Regions from separate parts of the Hordeum vulgare genome. Here regions 2 and 3 are each linked to region 1. The links are chromatin contacts, called in public Hi-C maps. All regions are on one chromosome and are shown on one strand. The core of a region is the stretch at or near the end of the contact, and the rest is flanking DNA. Distances in the headings are between cores, read along the strand shown.

Region 1 (3,920 bases), core at 561-3,060:
CTTGGATAAGAAAAACACGGCCGGCCTATCCGCAGCATACATGATCCGTTCATTCAAAACCGTGTGTTTTCCGCCGAACCTTGAGCCATGCGTACAGAAGCTTCCAAATTGCCAGCCAGCCTAGTACTCTATGTGAAATGAGACTAACCAACGGTTGAGCTGGTCTGTACTGCACGTACACGTAGGGCCATGTTTGTGAACACGTAGACGTAGGAGTAGGACCATTTGTTAGTGTTAGTGTTAGTTTTAGTGTGAGCCAGCTGGTGGAGTGGTTACACTTACACACGCGACAAAACAGGCATGTCCTGCAAAGCTAATCCGGCCCCGTCGTGTCGTGGCCGTGCATCATAGTACCCGGGCTCGGTACGGACTTCGGGTGCACGGGGCACGGCCACTCATGAGCGGACCCCCGACCACCCTCTGTCCTGCACAGTACGCGTACCCGCTGGCTCATTAGCTGGTCACACGTCGGATGCGACGGACGGATGGATCTAGAGCCCGTCCGGCCGGCCGTTCCCTCGTGCTCGCTAGCGGGCGGACACCGGGTCGGGATCAGGATCCCGGCTCTGCCACACGTATCTCGCGGCCCATCCGCGTACGCGCTGCACGCATGATTCGGATCCACCGAGATCCGCTGCCATGTGCCGTGCACCTGGCCAGGGCAATCAGTGAATGATATTTGAGGCGACCCTGCATGCAGTGCAGTGCAGTGCGGCGCGGGCCATCTTCGGCCACCAACTCGCTGCCGTACGGGCAGCGGCAGCGGCAGAACGAATGGACAGTGCCGTGGACGCCGGCGCATGAGGCCAAATGCGTAGATACACGGGTGATTCCGTCGTCCTCGGGCGCCATTCTATCTTTTTCTCGAGCGCACGCACAGTCAGTGCCGACTGCCGACTACGTATGGCGAAAGTTGCCCGGTTGTAGGCTCTGGTGCATGCATGCACGCCCAAGTCAGCGTGGACGCCAAGACTGCCGCGGTTGACCCGGCTCCGCTATCAGCGGACGGACAAGCTAGGCAGCCGACTACAAGAGCATCCTAATATCATTATATTATCAGATTAGTACGAATATCGCATTTATTAACTAAACCAGAGCAGAATCAATCAACATATAACATAACCAAAGGCCGACTATGAGATGAAAGCACTAGCTAGCTAGGTAGCTAGCATGCTGATTTGCCGTCTCCTTCACCTCACCCTCAACTAGACAGCAGAGGGCGCGCACATGTACTTTTGTCGTAAAAGGAGGGCCATGAGCCGCGAAAAAGAAGAAAGCATTTGGTACCGCACTCACTCAATCCGTCCGTCAATTTCCAGTTGCCGCAAAGCTCTTCTCTCATCTCGTCGCCACAAAAACGACGCCACGCACCGCGGCACGGCCCCGCACACACACACAGGTGTGTACGGCGCGTTGGTGGTTACAGTTTTCCCGTATGCACTCCCGATCGATGGTTTATCACCCAAAGAACCATAAGGTCGCACGCACGGCCTAGCGAGCCGGAGCGCGACGGACGGCTGACTTTTACGCAGCTCCATCGACCGCGACCGGATGAAGGGGACGAGAGGCCAAGCACTGCTGCTCGACCGCGACCTGCACACGAACGAGAAGGGTGGATCATTCGTGGATCCATCTGAGGCACGAACCAAACCGCGGAAAACGAAAACAGCTCCGGTTTCGCGTGTTGGACGGCTGTAATCCGGGTCGGCCGCCCCGGCAATACCAGCGATGACATGCATACATGATCCAAACGTACAACTACATGGGCATGGGCATGGGCGTCGCTTTCGCGTGAGTCCGGCCGGGATCCCCCTCCCTTTCCCCAACCTTTTCCCTTCCCTTCCCGGTTGGCTTTGCGGGCGTTGCTCCCCTGTCACCCGGGTGGACTCTCCTCGCCGTGCACTGAACCTCACCTCACCTGTTTGTACAGTACAGTTGTATTCTTTTGTCCGCCCGCTCATCCCTTCAGTTGCTCTCCAACCCACTCACCTCTTTCTAGCCAAGCTACATCCATCCATGACCATCAATCAATCCATGCATCAACCCATCGCTACTGCCTACTGGAGTACTAGCATGATTTATGTCTGGCTTCCTTCTAGCTTCCAAGCGCTTCCTCCTCCCCCCTGGTACCTTCGGTGCTGCGCTCCCACACCATGTATTTTATTTTAGTGTAATCCATAACAATAATGATATCCTAAAGGCGGAAAGGGCCGGTGATTGGCCCGGCATGGCGTTGCCCCGTACCGCTCGTTCCTGGTCCGATTGGGATACAGCTGCCGCTCTGCCTCGGACGGAATAGTCTATGGTAGTATGTGCTCCGGCCATGACACATGACAGGTCATCCTTGTTCTCATCTCCCTTTTTCTCCCCCTTTCGTGTCCCACAGCCACGCACTCTGCCCACTTAAGTAATCGGGTCTTTCATTATTTTAGCTGACGCGAAAGTGAGAGGACATATGCTTCTTAGGCCAGTTGTGAGTGTGGACTTCACCGGCAGGCAGGCAGGCAGGCCCATATGCACGCATGGCGCCCGCCCATACACTTTTCGCGCCTTCTTCTTTAATCCTGGATGGATGCTCATCGATCAGTGCTACTACGCAAGATTAAACTCAAGTGAAGAGCGTCCTTCTAAAAGCTCAGATGCCTCCATGGCTCCATCAGAAGCCACTACACCACGTCTAATCGTGGCCTCCTGAGACGTCGTGGTCGCATATGCATGCATGCATGCATGCTTATCCATGCAGTTGCTCCAGCAAGGTGCTGCGTCCATGAAGCAAAGATCTAAGCTAGTGTGTCGCTCCGTCACTCCTTTCTACCACTGCGCTTTCTGATCGGTCGCTTGATTGTTGATTCGGTGGCGCTGCACTTTCACGGTTTACTTCCACCCAAAGAAACGAAACGAAACGGAACTGCAGCAGCTGGCCTCGCACTATTCCAATGTCGAAGGATGGATATGTGTGAGTGATTTGAGATCACCGTCATCGCGAACTAGGGACTGGGCCGATCCACTCGCGCTCGCCAGGTGTGGGCGTGGGCGGCTTTGGCCCGCTTTACAGCGCGCGCGCCCTTTTGCCGTGTCCGCCGAACAGTCGCCGATTCGCCATATCAAAACACGATACGCGTTACAGCCAAGATAGATCGTCCGGAAAGGGGTGGTGGACTGTTGTGTGTTGGCCTTTAAGCTTTATTAGTTGAGGACAACGTGTGCGACTCAGCACAAAAGCTCGCGGGGGGAGATCTTTGCATGGGAATCGTGGGAGATATCTTTGTGGTTTTGGAACCGCAACTGTCGTGACGGGATGCCACGCGGTCGGTTGTCAGGCTGGCGGATCACACTTTCGCTTCGGTACAATCCTTTTAAACGCATCAAGGGATGAGATCTATTCATATTTCTTTATAATAAGGGATGGTATGGTTATTTTAGAAAATGGGTCGCGCACACCGTCTGTGTACGCCATGATGAGCCGAACCATTGACGGATGCATGTATGAACCGTTTGGCCAAATATTAAAAGATAAAACGAAAAAAACATTGCTAGGCAAGGATCCAAACACAAGACCTCCTACTACAACGAGGGGGTTGATAGCCACTAGGACCAACAAGCATTTGTGTTTAATTACGCAGCACAACATATTAGAGAGGCTATTAAGGGCGTCGGATCCTAAAAACAAAAGTTAATCATTATTTCTGAAAAAAATGAATATCTTTTAAAATGCGAATATTTTGCAAAAGTTGTGAATATGAGAAATCTTAAACTTCTTTTCGAATTTTATTTTATTTGAACTTGGACGTTCTTTGAAAAAACAAAAAAAATCAAGAATAGGAGGTAATGTAGCAAATATTTATGCAAAACATAAAATATTTTTTGAACATTTAACAAAAATACAAACATATTTTAAAAAGAATAATAATTTTTTTAAC
Region 2 (3,920 bases), core at 714-3,213, 490 kb before region 1:
GACGGAAGATGACCCGTGATGATGAACTTGAGCAGTCGCGCAAAGCGCTTTCCAGAAAAACTAATGTGTGCTCTCTCGGTGGAGGATCGCAACGACAAATGGTTCCGGAGACCCGCTCTCTCGCGCGCCTATGCACGTCGACGTTCGGGATGGAGCTGACTACGATGACAGCGCATGTTGCGAGATAGGAGGAAATCCGAGGTGTTTTTGGAGTGTCTATCGCTGAGGCCGGTAAGTAGTATATAGATGAGGACCAGAGGCAACACCGTGTCGCACTCATGTTCTCAAACCGAGTTGGTTTCCAAGTCAAACTTACCGCACAAAAAAACAAATCAACTTGTGTATCAAGACACCAAAATATATTACGAAAAAAGGAAGTTGCACCCTTGCAAGGCAACATATCGGATTTTGACAGACCATTCACGTGTGTGTCGCATGTACACGCCGCCCCGGTCCTAGGCCGACCACACGAGACAAGCGAGCGAGCGCATGTGATCTTCCCTTTCTCTTCACAAGACACCACTTGGAGTGGCGGAAAGAACCCACTGTATAAAGAGGTCCAACTCTTTTTCAACTAGCAATATCGGACTAAACTTTAACACCATCACTTACCATTTTATTCATGAGCTCATTTCAGATTTCATAATTTGATAATGGATCAAATCCATTTATTCTAACAATGCTCTCATTCCTCGGTGTTTTGCATTAGAAAATACTTTGACAAAGCGCTCTCTCGTGTTGACAGACGGCTGACTCAGAATTGTTTTTGCATGAAATTTTTTAGTACCACATAGAAGAACATACTATCACAATTCCATTACAAAATTGTGTGGAAACGGATGAGCTGAGCAGTGCATATACATCTGTCCAGAGAGCATAGGAAGCCGGTCAATTGAAGCAATTAGATCATAAGCTTCCACCTGTCATGCTTATTGTCAAACAAACAGTGTGCCAGTGTGTAATACATCCCCCATATTTGTCCAGTACCAAGTCAAAGAGTAGTAAATTATTGATCCTTAAAATGGTCAATTCTGGATTAATTCATTTTGTACACGTAACGTCTCTTTTTTGTTCCCGGAAGATGTATTTATGTATGATGTACAGCTTGACTGAGGCTGGCCATAGTGGGAATATCATAGCTAGTAACATAATCTTGGGACTAGCAAATATGGTGATGTGGCAAGTAATTAAAGAAGAGAGAGAGGATTAGAATAACATAGATAGATAAAGTAACATGTTAAATGCTATGCTACTATGTGTCATGCATGTCAATAAATGAGATCACCTATGATACTATGCATTATGAAGGTAGTATCATATAACATATGCATGACACTATTATATGTTACTCTTCACTATGAGCAGCCTGATGTAACGTTAACTATGATTGAGTTGACAGCCAATATTTAAGACTGCCACCGAAAAATGGCTGTTTTCCGGGCTTTCCATATGTACTCTGAGGTCAGATTAATTATGCAAATATGTCTACTTTCAAATTAATTATTCAGACAGCTCTGAGGTCTGAGCTGCACCTTTTCAAAGTTAAGGCCAAAAGTCAGAAACCGGACCATCTTGGCATTCATCAGGCCTGGAGCCCTGCACAAGTTGATGAGTTGACCTTGATTCATCCACAAACTAATGAAGCATAAAATGCCAAACGAACACAGAATAAATACAGGTCAAAGAAACAGTTGAGTTTGACTCGGATGCATCCATGCCCAATAATTAAACGTGCATAGGGTCTACGTTGCGTATTCTCCACCACCAGCTGCTACGTACGTCCTCCTCCAAATATATACTCCTATGTACTCCTTCCGTCTCAAAATAACTGTCTTAACTTTATACTAGCTCTAGTATAAAATTATACTAAGCTTAAGATACTTATTTTAGGAGGGAGGGAGTAGTATGTATACTCGAGAAGAAACAAGTGGAAAATGCATGCACATCGTCGCTGGCACAAGCCAGCCAGCCAGCGATCGAGTCCACGCATGCATGCACGAGGACGCTTCTTGTCGAGAACGATTGGACTACCACTGATTTTATTTTGCTTTTATTTTGTTCCTTTTTTTATTTTCTGTTCCTTTTTTAATTATCTAAAGTATCCACCACATATTTTAAAACATGTGAATCATGGATTTGTAAAATGTTAAACGTGCATAATAAACGTTTCTGGTTTACACGAGAAATGTAAAATGTGTATGAACACGTATTCATTAGAAGATGCATCTGATATTAACTTTTTATCACGTATTAGATGTAAACATGTGCAAAAAACAATATTCAGGTGTATCTCAGAAATGTGGAAATGTGTATAAAATAATAGTTCCTAGCATATACGGAAGATGTGCAGTGTCTATGATAAAAACTAATGACCAAGCCTACATTTAATTTTTTTATTAATGTATCATGTGATGTGTATAAAAAATTATTCATGAAACACGTATATTTAAAAAATATGAATCATTATTTATAAAAATAAGAAACACGTGTAAAAACCATTGCATATGTATATGAAAATTGCATAGTGTGCATGAAAGAAAGATAGACATAAAAAAATTATTTGAAAAAATATAACATATTTTTCAAAAATTAACCATGCATATGAATAATGTGCCTGATGTACATAGAAATGTAGTAGTTATGATTTTGTTTCCTCATGTATACGAAACTATACATTGGCTGTGAAAAAATAGACATGTATTTAAAAAATACCGAGAAAGAAGCAAAAAACAAAAACGAAGTAAACAAACAAAAAAAAGATATAGGAAAAAATGCGACATTGAAAATATGAAGAATAGAGATCAAATACAAGCGAGATCAAAAGAAAGAACTCGGGGTCAAAGACTCGAGCATACGCCCTGTCCTCCCCCCGCTGCTACCAATCCCTCTTTGGCTCACTCTCGTCATCTTCCTTGTTAACAACCTCGTCTCAACTCCTCCCCCGCTAGGGTTTCTCCATCACCCCTGTCAGTCGTCGGCGGCCTCCCTCGCGCCCTTCAACCACCGTCGTTCATCGGTCACGCTCGTCCGGAGCCCCGACCCACCTCCCTCCCCTCTCTCAATCTCGCCCTAGAGTCGCCTCATCGAGAGGCGTCGCACGCTCCTTCCCCGTCGGTCCTCCTACTCCCTCCTCTCACCCGTCGCCGTCGGCGGGCACCCCTGGCCCTCGCCCGGGAGGTGTCGGCGACGGCAGGACCCCCCGTACCTATGCGCGCCTCTTCCCTTCCTAGGGCAGGGGGCGGCAACGGTGATGCTCGTCTAGGCAGCGGTCCGACGACCCATCGGCGGTTACGGGCGCTCGGCAAGGTGGCGGCATTGCTCCTTGGCGGTGGGGCGGCGTGGTGGCCGGCAACGCGCCCTCGGCCCAGATCTAGGCCCTGCGGGCCCCATCTGGGTCCTAGCGGGCTGGCCCAAGTGTGGCTTCGATGTCTTCTGCGTGGTGAGGAGGAGGAGCTCGGATGGGGGGGCGACGCCGACTACGTGCCTGCAACAGCGTGATGGCAGGAGCTTTACGGGCTTTGAGATCTCGGTCGGGCCTTTGGGCCCACGGGCATGGTATGATCCTGCTATTGTGTACGGTCGGCTACCGTCGTTGACGGTGAAGGTTGAGTCCTCTCACGTGCCGATGATGAAGCTGCCCTAGTCCTGGTTCCTATTCGTCATTGTGCAGACCTCACCTTGCATTGTCATGATGAGACAGCGTGGGGACTTCAAGACCGTGTTGCCGCGGGGTGGAGGTTGGTTTGGTGGTAGGCTCCAGAGCGCCCACTTGCAGGTTAGGATCGAGGGGAACCCCTGTCGACCTGGCCAACACCGATTCTGTGGCGCCTCTGGGTGTCGTCGAACCTTCCCGGAGGGCGTCGGGGGGCTACCGTTCCTCGCGTCTCGACGCGTACAAGGGAAAACCCTTGGCAGCAACG
Region 3 (3,920 bases), core at 560-3,059, 440 kb before region 1:
GGTCCTTGTGGCGTCGTCAGTGGCGGCGGATCTTGGGATCCCGCTCCCGAGGACGTTGCAGGATGTGGTGGCCCGTGTAGTAGAGATGAGTTCTTCGAACATATCTGGGTGAAGGCTTGCTTTCGGCTACTAGCAAGGCCGGCGATGGCAGCGTTGCCTACGTCGTTCCCTTCCTGAAGGCATCGCCGAGGACAAGTTCAAGGCCACTCTCTGCTACCTCCGGGGGAAACCCTAGATCGGATGATGGCGACGCTCTGGTGCCGTTTCTCCCTTGGGGACATCATTCATGGAGGTACACACGGGCTCGAGGGACCACTGGTCGGCATCCATGGTGGAGTGGCGTTCCCTGTGACATATCGACACTGTGGAGTCTCGGCGGCAAGGCGCAGCAAAGTCTCGATGACGGATGCGTGATGATGAGCGCGCGTAGGGAGGAGGCGCTGTCTGGTGTCGTGGGGGCATCGACAGCAAGCCTTGCAAGGTCGATGCGTCAGTAACTGTTTTGAAGATGGATTGATGGAAGGGGCGGCGACGACCTGTGAGGGTGCGTCGGACCGGTTTGTGCCCCTGACCCGGTATGTAGCTCGGTCGGGGTCACCGGCTTTAGATGTTAGTCTAGGTGAGAGGTATGGGTATATGGCTCACACTTTCTGCACCCCTTTATTATTGCATAGGAGTAGCGACAAATGTTGCCAAGAGGGTGGCTTCAAACATATTGATGTATTGCTTTATAAAATCTTTGTGAATAATTAATAAAATGACTGCATGCATCTTTCGCGTGCAGAGGCCGGGGGTCATCCTTCTTTTAAAAAAAAACTATCACACAATCGGGTGAAACATCATCCAGCACAATAGTTTCTCATATTATGACTTGATCACAAAGAAAGGCGATGCCTGCAGTCCTTTTCGTCGTGTCGACATTTCTTTAGGTTTGTATATGCATCAAGCGTGGAACTTCAGCGGAGTGACATGGACAATAAAGATCTGCAATCCTCGGGCAAGAAATACTATACCTCTCAAGACAAAGATGCCTATATATGCTTGGTAGTTAGGGAAAAGAAAAAGAACAGGAACGGGTCACGGTAGTACCTGGTGGCTGCCGCTGTGCCTCCGCAGTCTGCACGAGCGGAACTTTTCGGTTCCTGGCCAAATTTTGGACATGTGTTCCTCGCATACTTAACGTGGCGCAGTTTGGTGAGCCATCATCCATTCCACTCATTCAAGAGGAAGTCGCAGTACAGCGCGACATGTCTGGGTCTGAACGGCACCTAGGGCATAGGCTACAAGTTTTTCTCCGTGTATCCTTGTCTAGGTGTGAGCACAGTTTTGTCCCGAAAACTATGTGTGAGTACATTAAACTGGGAGCTAAGCCTGGTTTTCTCGGGCGTGCGCAGCCGTGGGCGATACCTTGCAATGCGCATGCCCACGTTGACAAGCAGCTAGCACATGGCTGCGTTGACAAGCACGCACTTAGGCGTCCGTAGGAAGTTGCCAAGCAGTAGAGTGGATGGCAAGCAGTGCAGCCGTGCAGGGGTGTCGGGGGAGCCTGAGAGGTAGAGCAGCTGCATGATTAGTTGAGACGGACACTGAAAAATCCAAAACATACTGGTAGCAGCGGATCTCCAGATGGATCAGCGGTGGACGCGCGCACGCACCGCAGTGGATCGGAATAAACAAATTCGTGGCCTCCGTCGACCGCAGACGCAGGTGATGATGCATGTCGATCGGCCAGTATTGTGTTTGTGTGTGTGTGTCTGGCTGTCACCAATTGGCTCCGTTCAGGCGCCCATCCGTCCGCGGCCCCTGACCCGACTGAATAATGCCGGCTCGTGACTGCTGCCCGGCTGGCTGAATAATTGGCACAGAGGATAGGATTCCATCTGTCTCGCCATTAGAGGAGAGGTGACTTCCTGCCTGCGCTTCCAGGAAACTTCGCTTTCATTTCCTCTCTCTGCCTCTCCCTTTCTCGCGGCTACCCTTACGTACACGGGGAGGGAGCACCTGCAAGCGTCGGCCTCCTGCCTTTTATTTTTGTATATATTCATTCAGTTCGGTTTGCTCCTCCACCCTCAAAAGTCAACCGCTAACCTATATCGCCCCGTACGGACTGCGACACTTGCTCAGCTCACCCCGAGATAATTGTTTGCTTAGGGTAAGTGTGGTTTAGTCTTGTGAGGGATCCCTCCCAAGGAGATGGGGGGCAGGGATAATCCAAGTATCATACCCAACACAACTTGCAGTTTCTCATTCGCAACGAAAAGAAGCCTCGCGCGTTTTAGTGGCTCCAAGGAGAAGCTCACTTTTCCTATCCCACGAGCCACTCGAAAACATGACATGGGTTCGACCAGCCCACATCGTTGCAATGAGAAAACAAGATTTTTCCTTTTTAAAGATAAATATAGACATGGACGCTGACACATTCGCCTGCCACATGCACTTCTAGCCATGAAATGCATCATATCAGCACTCATGTCAAGTCTAAGACTTTTAAAAAAAAGAAAAAAGGCAAAGCTCTGACCTATGCATCGAAAGATGCATGCAGCCATATATTATAATAAAAACCAAGTCTCAACAAAGTACAATAAACATGTAGCAAAAAGTGAATAAAAAAAGATACAAGGCATCTCTCGCGCCCAAACCGAAGAAGACAATAGAGGTAGATGACTAAACACATATCTTATTAATATGACGCCATCCAAACCGGTTAAAGATACCCTGTGCTACCATCTCCCAACGGACACACCCAGTAACCATAGGCTCCCTCGCTTCCACATGAGTGAGTAATGACGAGGTGCGGATCAGTGCGGTAGCCCTGAAGATAACCTGCAAGAAGTGAATATCGCGTTTTCTGTTAAACACTAAGTCATTTCTGCAATTCCTTACAGCCCACAATAGTGCACATGATCCCACACGAATAAGTGAAGCAGTTTGAACATCAACCCCCTCTAACCACATCCCAAATAACGTGTTGATATTATTAGGAGGGCTGATGTTGAAAGCAATGTGCAGCGAGCGTCATAACAGTTTAGCCATAGGACAATCTAGAAAGAGGTGCTTAATATTTTCTTTATCCGAACAGAAGCTGCATCTAGGATTCCCATTCCAATTTCGCTTGGCTAGATTATCCTTCGTTAGGATAACCCTTTGTGAACAAACCACATGAAGACCTTAATTCTAAGAGGAACTTTGATCTTCCATATATGCGCTGATTTTGGAATTGGTGTTGAATCTATGAGATTCGTGTACATAGATTTGACCGTAAAGACTCTATTCGTGGTCAGCTTCCAATGAACACGATCAGGTCTGTCAGAGAGGTTAATGTCCATCAACCTTCTGACAAGATGCAGCCAACTAATCCATCTGTCACCAATTAAGGATCTACGAAATTGAATATTTAGAGGTGTCTCGCATAATATTGATGCAACCGATGCTTGTCGACATTGTGCAATATGGTACAGCTGCGGATACTGAATAGCTAAAGGCATCTCCCCTAGCCAAATATCTTCCCAGAATCTAGTCGATTCACCATATCCTATGATGAACCTAGTTCTGTTGAAGAAGGCATTTTTAGACCGCATCAAACCCTTCTAGAAAGGAGAGTCAATTGGTCGTGCTGTAACCTGAGATAAGGTCTTGTTTTGTAAGTACGTATTTGTCACAATCTGTATCCACATACCTTCTGTTTCCATAGATAATCTAAACAGCCATTTGCTGAGTAGACATCTATTTTTGGTCTCTAAATTTTCGATTCCTAAACCCCCTTGCTCTTTAGGTCTACAAATAATGTCCCATTTAGTGAGCCTATATTTAGTCCCGACCTCATCACTTTGCCAGAAAAATCGAGATTGATAAAAATCCAACCTTTTTCGCACCCCGACAGGTATCTCGAAAAAGGATAAGAGAAACATAGGCATGCTTGT

Evidence for each region. A called contact is a pair of places that touch in the nucleus more often than the background predicts.
Region 2: a Hi-C map of leaf shows a contact between it and region 1, with 5 times the contacts expected there. The contact joins two enhancer-like sites. A contact is called at or near these places in 4 of 6 Hi-C or Micro-C datasets (leaf and seedling).
Region 3: a contact with region 1 is called in a Hi-C map of seedling, with 2.1 times the contacts expected there. The contact joins two enhancer-like sites. A contact is called at or near these places in 2 of 6 Hi-C or Micro-C datasets (leaf and seedling).

The regions. Positions count from the first base shown.
Region 1 is chr6H:462,855,786-462,859,705 of MorexV3_pseudomolecules_assembly, forward strand. No RefSeq gene overlaps it. Among protein-coding and RNA genes, the nearest start is that of LOC123401793, 150 kb to the right of the region's middle. Within about 2 kb of position 1,811, at least 3 of the 3 cell types and tissues checked have open chromatin away from gene starts, as enhancers often do. A contact at or near this core is called in leaf and seedling, where this site is marked.
Region 2 is chr6H:462,369,973-462,373,892 of MorexV3_pseudomolecules_assembly, forward strand. No RefSeq gene overlaps it. Among protein-coding and RNA genes, the nearest start is that of LOC123404304, 110 kb to the right of the region's middle. Within about 2 kb of position 1,964, at least 1 of the 3 cell types and tissues checked has open chromatin away from gene starts, as enhancers often do. A contact at or near this core is called in leaf, where this site is marked.
Region 3 is chr6H:462,420,347-462,424,266 of MorexV3_pseudomolecules_assembly, forward strand. No RefSeq gene overlaps it. Among protein-coding and RNA genes, the nearest start is that of LOC123404304, 57 kb to the right of the region's middle. Within about 2 kb of position 1,810, at least 3 of the 3 cell types and tissues checked have open chromatin away from gene starts, as enhancers often do. A contact at or near this core is called in leaf and seedling, where this site is marked.